2 separate regions of the Mus musculus genome follow, and region 1 is linked to region 2. The links are chromatin contacts, called in public Hi-C maps. All regions are on one chromosome and are shown on one strand. The core of a region is the stretch at or near the end of the contact, and the rest is flanking DNA. Distances in the headings are between cores, read along the strand shown. Region 1 overlaps Pdss2 (prenyl (solanesyl) diphosphate synthase, subunit 2). Region 2 overlaps Sobp (sine oculis binding protein).

The links. A called contact is a pair of places that touch in the nucleus more often than the background predicts.
Region 1: a Hi-C map of the N1E-115 cell line shows a contact between it and region 2, with 5 times the contacts expected there. The contact joins two enhancer-like sites. A contact is called at or near these places in 3 of 484 Hi-C or Micro-C datasets (the AtT-20 cell line, the N1E-115 cell line and nephron progenitors).

Annotation. Positions count from the first base shown.
Region 1 is chr10:43,377,795-43,380,898 of GRCm38.p6, forward strand. All of the region lies in intron 4 of Pdss2 (prenyl (solanesyl) diphosphate synthase, subunit 2), which reads left to right. Among named protein-coding and RNA genes, the nearest start is that of Gm40631, 37 kb to the left of the region's middle. Within about 2 kb of position 1,522, at least 20 of the 459 cell types and tissues checked have an H3K27ac peak or open chromatin away from gene starts, as enhancers often do. A contact at or near this core is called in the N1E-115 cell line, where this site is marked.
Region 2 is chr10:43,119,899-43,123,259 of GRCm38.p6, forward strand. The region is part of intron 4 of Sobp (sine oculis binding protein); the gene reads right to left. Among named protein-coding and RNA genes, the nearest start is that of Gm51799, 43 kb to the right of the region's middle. Within about 2 kb of position 1,308, at least 11 of the 459 cell types and tissues checked have an H3K27ac peak or open chromatin away from gene starts, as enhancers often do. A contact at or near this core is called in the N1E-115 cell line, where this site is marked.

The DNA.
Region 1 (3,104 bases), core at 272-2,771, 260 kb after region 2:
TGAGATAAACCAGTTCACAGTGCCTTTACTGCTCCTGCAGCAGGTTTATGCTGAACACCTGATTCTCTGGGAATCTGGAAGTTTCTTGCATTCTAGGCAGAGAGCCCATAGGAGCAGCCCTGAGAACAACCTGAGCCTGAGTCTCCAGGGACACTGACCACACTTCATGCGCAGCTCACACTTATTGTTAGAGTGCTAAGCATGCCTTGTGGCTCTGCTGGGAGGTTCTATTGAAATGCTTCTGGACTCCAGCCACAGAGACCCCTTCCCTTGACTGCTTTTTCTCTGTGTCCTTTCACTCGTGTGTGTGTGTGTGTGTGTGTGTGTGTGTGTGTGTAAAATTTTTTTGAGACAAGGTCTCATTGTTTAGCCTGGCTGTCCTGAAACTTGATATGTAAATCACACTGGCCTTGAACTCACAGAGATCTGCATGTCTCTGCTTCCCCTGAGCTATGATTAAAGGCATGTGCTACCACACATGGCCATTAAACTGTGATTTGACCCTATACTCTGCACACTGATTCTTCCTAATATCATTAGACCTGAGGAACGAGAGAGAGAGAGAGAGGGAGAGAGAGCGAGCTTAGTGGTTCAGAACACTGACTGCCCCTCAGATGACTCTGGTTTGAGTCCTGGTATGTACGTGGGGGTTCATGACCATCTATGATGCCTGTCACAGAGAATAGATCGCCCTCTTCTGGTCTTCCCTGGCATTGCAGTGAAGTGGTGTATGTGGTGCACAGACAAAACCCCTGTATAAAAGTAAACATTCTTTAAAAAAAATTTAAAGGGGCTGGAGAGAAGGCTCAGGGGTTAAGAGCACTGACTGCTCTTCCAAAAGTCCCGAGTTCAAATCCCAGCAACCACATGGTGACTCACAACCATCTGTAATGAGATCTGACACCCTCTTCTGGTGTGTCTGAAGACACTACAGTGTACTTACATATAATAAATAAATAAATCTTTTAACAAAAAAAAAAAGTTTAAAATTGGGCTAGTGGGTTGGGGTTTTCTAAGATTATATCTGTTTGTTCTAACCTAACTTAGGGAGCTAAGCACATCCACAGTCCTTTGTAAAGTCAGGCCTCTGACTCAGGTTGGTCCTGAGAAGAGGAACAGGCACAGCTCCCCTGTCTTCATGCAGGCCCTGCTCGTGGTTGCTTGGCCCCAAACCAAAAGTAAGAGAGCTTAATCTAGCGCTCCGGAGAAAGACCTAGTTAATTAACAGTCACTGAAGTTGCAAAGGTCTAGTTGCGTTTCTAAGCACAGTTAATGCTTGACATATTAGCCATGTGTTTTATAGGACAAGATAAGTCTTATTCTCTTATTTGTCTTATGTTTGTACTTCTCTTCCTTTGGCTCTTAGCTTTCAAGTCAAGTACAAAAATAAGACAATTGAGTCTTAGAAATCATAGGCGTGCGCTCCCTCGCATGCTTGCTCTACGCGCCTGCAGAGCTGTGGGCCCTGTCTAAGGCGTGAGAGTAAGATGACTGTGTTTATGGAGGAAATGACAGGCGAGAAATGTAAACCAGGCATCTAGTGGGGAAATCAGAAAAGCCTCCAGGGAGGACCTGCTGTTTGCGATAGACCTTAAAGGGTGGAAGGAAGTGCACAGAACGGAAGACTGTCTGCAGAAGGAGCCGCTCCATGAAAGGAAGCATAGGCTAGGTGCTGGGCTCACACCACTCCAGAGGCAGGGGCCAGCCAGGGCTACACAGAGTGACCCTGCCCTTAAAACAAACAAATACAAATCCAAAAAGACCCTGCAGGGATGGTTCATGGGAAGGGTAGAAGATCTGTAGTGCCGGGATGTAGAACTGAAGTCATGTGTACAAACTGAAGGTGGGTAATCAGGGGATTCCTACAGAGTCGAGTCAAAAGGGGTCCTGAGGGTGGTCCATGGAAGGGAGTCGCTCGCTGGGTTTGCTCCGAGTGCATACGCTTGCCCTCATTGGCATTTGTAGCCCTGCCAGGAGCACCTTTCAGAAACCACATCTCCATACCCGGTTGGGAATATTTTAATAGCTATCCTGCTTAATTATTTTTATCTTAATCAAAAGTGTTACCATCTGGTGGAGTTTTGTTGTTGTTGTTGTTATTGTTGCTTTCTTTTTTTTTTTTTTATCATCCTTACCAACTTTAAGTCTCTTCCTACAAGAATATAAGTACCGCTGTGTTTCTAGTCCAAATCAGTACCTGGCATGCCAGTAGTAGCCCCAGCCACCTGTTGCTAAGTTAATAATTTAGAAAGCCCCAGAGTGATGGTAATGGAAGATTTTTGTCATCTTTTTGGGAAGGACTGTTAATATACAATAAATTGGAAATATTTAACGTATACTATGTGATGTCCAGACATATACAAGGACCAGAGAAATTATCACAGTGAAATTGATAAGCATCTATCGCCCCAATGATTTCTTCTTTCGTACTCCTCCCTCCTGTACCTTCTGCTGTGAGCCTTAGGCAATCCGTCATCACTATCAATTAGTTTGCATTTTTGTAAAACTTTATATAAATGGATCTAGAAATATCAACCCTTTGACTGGGGTCTTTGAACAGTTACTTTCAAATTTATCCATACTACAAATCTGAGTAGTTCATTTCTGCTCAATGGTATTCAGTTGCAAGCATCTAACACAGTCTGTGATCCACCTATTGGGGAAAATTTGAGATGTTTTCAGTGCTAAAGTATTCCAGATGAAGCTATTGAGAGCATTCATGTGTAAAGTCTATATAAAAATGGACTTTCATTTCTCCTGGGTTTACCTAGGAATAACCAGGTTGCTATCTGTGTGACATACAATGGGTCTGTCGTGCTCTGTGCTGGCTAGTTTCCATCAGCTTGACCAGGCTAGAGTCACTGTGGAAGAGAAAACTCCAGTTAAGAAAACATTTCCACCAGATGGGCCTGTACAGGTGAACTTTCTTGATTGATGATTGATAGGGGAGGACCCTGCTTACTATAGGCGGTGCCTCCACTGGGCTGGTGGCCCTGGCTGCTGTAGGAAAGCAGGCTGAGCAAGCAATGGGGAGCAAGTCAGTAAGCAGCATTTCTCCATGGCCTCTGCATCAACTCCTACCTCCAGGTTCCTCTCCTGACTTC
Region 2 (3,361 bases), core at 58-2,557:
AAAGAGACCCTTTTGCAAAATAAAATATTTTAAAAACTGGGGCTATCTCTCTCAGTGGCATGTTCTTGCCTAGCATGTGCAGCATTCTAGGTTTGATTCCTGTACTAGAGACAAAGACAGAAAGATAACACACCAAGGACACCCCACATGAGCAAGTCTCGCACTGACTTAGTGAGTCTTGGCCTGACTCTGAGCAGTGAGACACAAATTCTGGGCTTACTGGATACTGACTCCCATCCCCAGCCTCTGATCATCTCCATCTCTGTTAAGGACTATAGGAGTATTGCTTACCCAAGATGCTCAGTAAACTACAGCAGGGTGCAAGCAACTTCTATGGCTTCTTATGGTTACTAGTTAGCCTTCTCAGGCTTCTAGTGGTCTATAGCCCTGCACACATCTATTGACATACATTAGACTCCACTGTGTAGACAGCTCCTCTAAGGGTAGATTGTAGCATAGGGATTTCCATGCAATCTGATATGCAGTGACAGGAACTAAGTGGCTTTTTAAAGCAATTTTTTCCTTTATTCTATCCCAAGCCATGATATGAGCTGAAAGCTAGGAACCCAAGGAACAAAGAGTTATGCACATCTTGCCCAGTCCATACTTTTACTCATGGTTCAAGAGCTACACAGAGGCATCGAAATGGAGGGAAACTAATAATAACCTGTGCACACCCAAAACTTGGGATCTTGTGGATATGACCTTCCTGGGTGTACTAGATTTTAGAATCAGACCCTGCAAATGTCTATGAAAAAAAAATAAAACAAACTCTGGGCTCATTCAACTATCTTAAAATATCTCAGTGTGAGCCCCCAGGCCTCTTTGGCATGCATTTATTCAGATATTCCACATTTTTAGCAAAGCATGAATTAACAAGAGTGCGACTTCAATCCTAGAAAGACACATGATCATTTCCCCTTGGTTTCTCTGGCAAGCTCACACAAAACTTCCCAACTCTGCCCCTGCACTGTTCACCAATGGGTTTCACAAAGCTTTTTTTTTTTTTTTTTTTTTTTTTTTTTTTTGAGCAGGCAAACTCAGGGAGTGCAGCCATGCTGAGTGCAGGTTAGGAGGAGAGAAACCCCTCAAAAGGACTCCTCAGATCATTTGTTCAGTTCTCGTTCTTCAAATAAACCAAGCACTATTAGTACCAAGGCAGGAATCCCGGCATGTGACTGGATCAATTAGGCGAATATACAGCACAAATAAATAGATCCCTTCCTGATCGTTCGTTTCCTGAACTGCCCACTGCCCAAACAGACAGACTACGAATTCCAAATGTGCACATTTATCTCCATGCAGCAGAAGTCACTGGGACACAATGTGGCTGATGAAATCTGACACTGTGGTTAATGTTAAAAGGGAGTGTGCCTCCTGGACGGATTGGATAATTACTGGCAGCTCAGATGAGAAAGACTTGATTCAAGTGACTAGCATTAGCTAGCACCAGAAGGAGAGCCAGAGATCTACTGTGTCTGGAATTAGCATTCCCATGTATGTGGCAACAATCCTGTATGCTGATCAGCAGGAAACTAGTGTCAGATTTATCAAAAATCCCCACTCTGCTCACACTCGCTGAGAACACGGAGTCTTGAAGCTCTGTAGAGTCTTGATCAGCTCCTCACACTTAACTGAAATACTCGGTGGTATTTAGAAGTTGGAATTCATTCTGGGTAACAGGTTAGGATTCTTTGTTTCCCCTCACAAGCTCCAAAGCCCATTAGAAAACGGAAGTGTTTGCTAAGTCCTTCTTTTCAGGATATACTCACCTGTCCATTCTGATTGCACGCACGTCTCCCTTACACATACAATTCTCACACAGTTTTCAAGGATTCAGATCAATATAAGGATCTGTGCGTGTCCCCGAGGCCTGTGGTGGCATTCCTAGGGCACTGTGTCCCACCTGCTTGCAGAACTTCTGTCCTGGATCTCCCTCTGGCTTTCCACAGAAACCTGTGCTTTAAGTTTTCCCCGCAACTTCACTTCATTCCACCTGCCAGAGCTTCCGGCTTTCTTCCCACTCACAGAGTGTTTCAGGGACTAGCACACTCCTCTCCCCCATTATTGCTCTCAGAGACTCCCAGTTATGGCAGCTCACTACAATTCCATTCCATATTTTAAAATGTGAGAGTACAGGAAAACTGTTGGCTTAGTTGTTTTTCTCCCAGAGCTTCCTGAGGACGTCCCTGTTTGCTGTGTCCAAAGGGAACTTAGACCTCAGCCTACAAAGTGAAGGCCTGGAGAGAGGACTACCCTATATGCTAAGCAGTTGGAAGGTTTTTCTAAGACTGAGCAGCCAAGGCCAAGTGCAGGCCAAATGCAGACAATCAGATCTTGCAAGCTTCCCTATGCCCAATAAAAGCCAGGGAAATCCAGTAGAACAACCCTGGCTCCTGGCCTCATTTACTTGCAAGCCAGTGTGCAAACATCAAGCAGAATCAAGTCTTTGGCCAGAGACTGAGGCAGTTAGAGGACATTAACTGCAAGTAATTTCTTAATGCCCTTCTCAAAGCTTTGTGAATGACAGCCATTTTGCAATAAAACATTGCACGTGTCTAAAGAGTAAAAACTGGACACGTTAACCAGTATATTAGCAGAGATTTTGCTACACATTTCTTCTACACTACTGGGTTTCATAATTAAGTCTAAAACCAGGAAATCTTTTCAGGCTATGCTTAGGTTTAATTTGAAAAACCAAAACAGCAACAACAACAACAAAATTACACTCTATGTATAAATAAAATATAACGACAAAAACTGTGATGATGTATGCTAATTAGTGATGGGTTCCCTCTAAAAGACACCTCTAATAAAACACTGGGATGCATCCAGGCTATAGTTTGACAGTCAAATCAATGCTTATTGAACAATAGTCCCCACGCAGAGTGTCTGTTACGACGGCAGCTATTGGGAAACCTCAATGACATCGCTCACAAGCATCTCCATCTCTAGCATCTATGATCTTCACTGTGCGTCATGATGGTGCACTGGGAGCTACAACATCTGCTGAAGAAGAATCTATTCCTGCCTCAATCCATGGGAAGTAGAAGGAGGAGGCAAAGTTGGATGCTCTTAGGAACCTGTATTTATTACTTTTCAATGTCATTCGGAACACCACAAACTTGAGGTTTGAACAAGGAAAGGAAGCAGTCATCCTTGCCTTACATTGGCCATTTTCCTTCGGTTTTGATTTCCTGGCTCCTTTTGGAATACTAGTTTAGACAACAGGATATTTATTTCTCACACACACACACAAAAAGACAAAATAAATGCCATTCAAGAGTACTATTTGTAGTCTTGTTAAGATCTTTTTTTAAGAGGGATAATAAAAAGAACATTTTAAGCACTCTGCCATTTT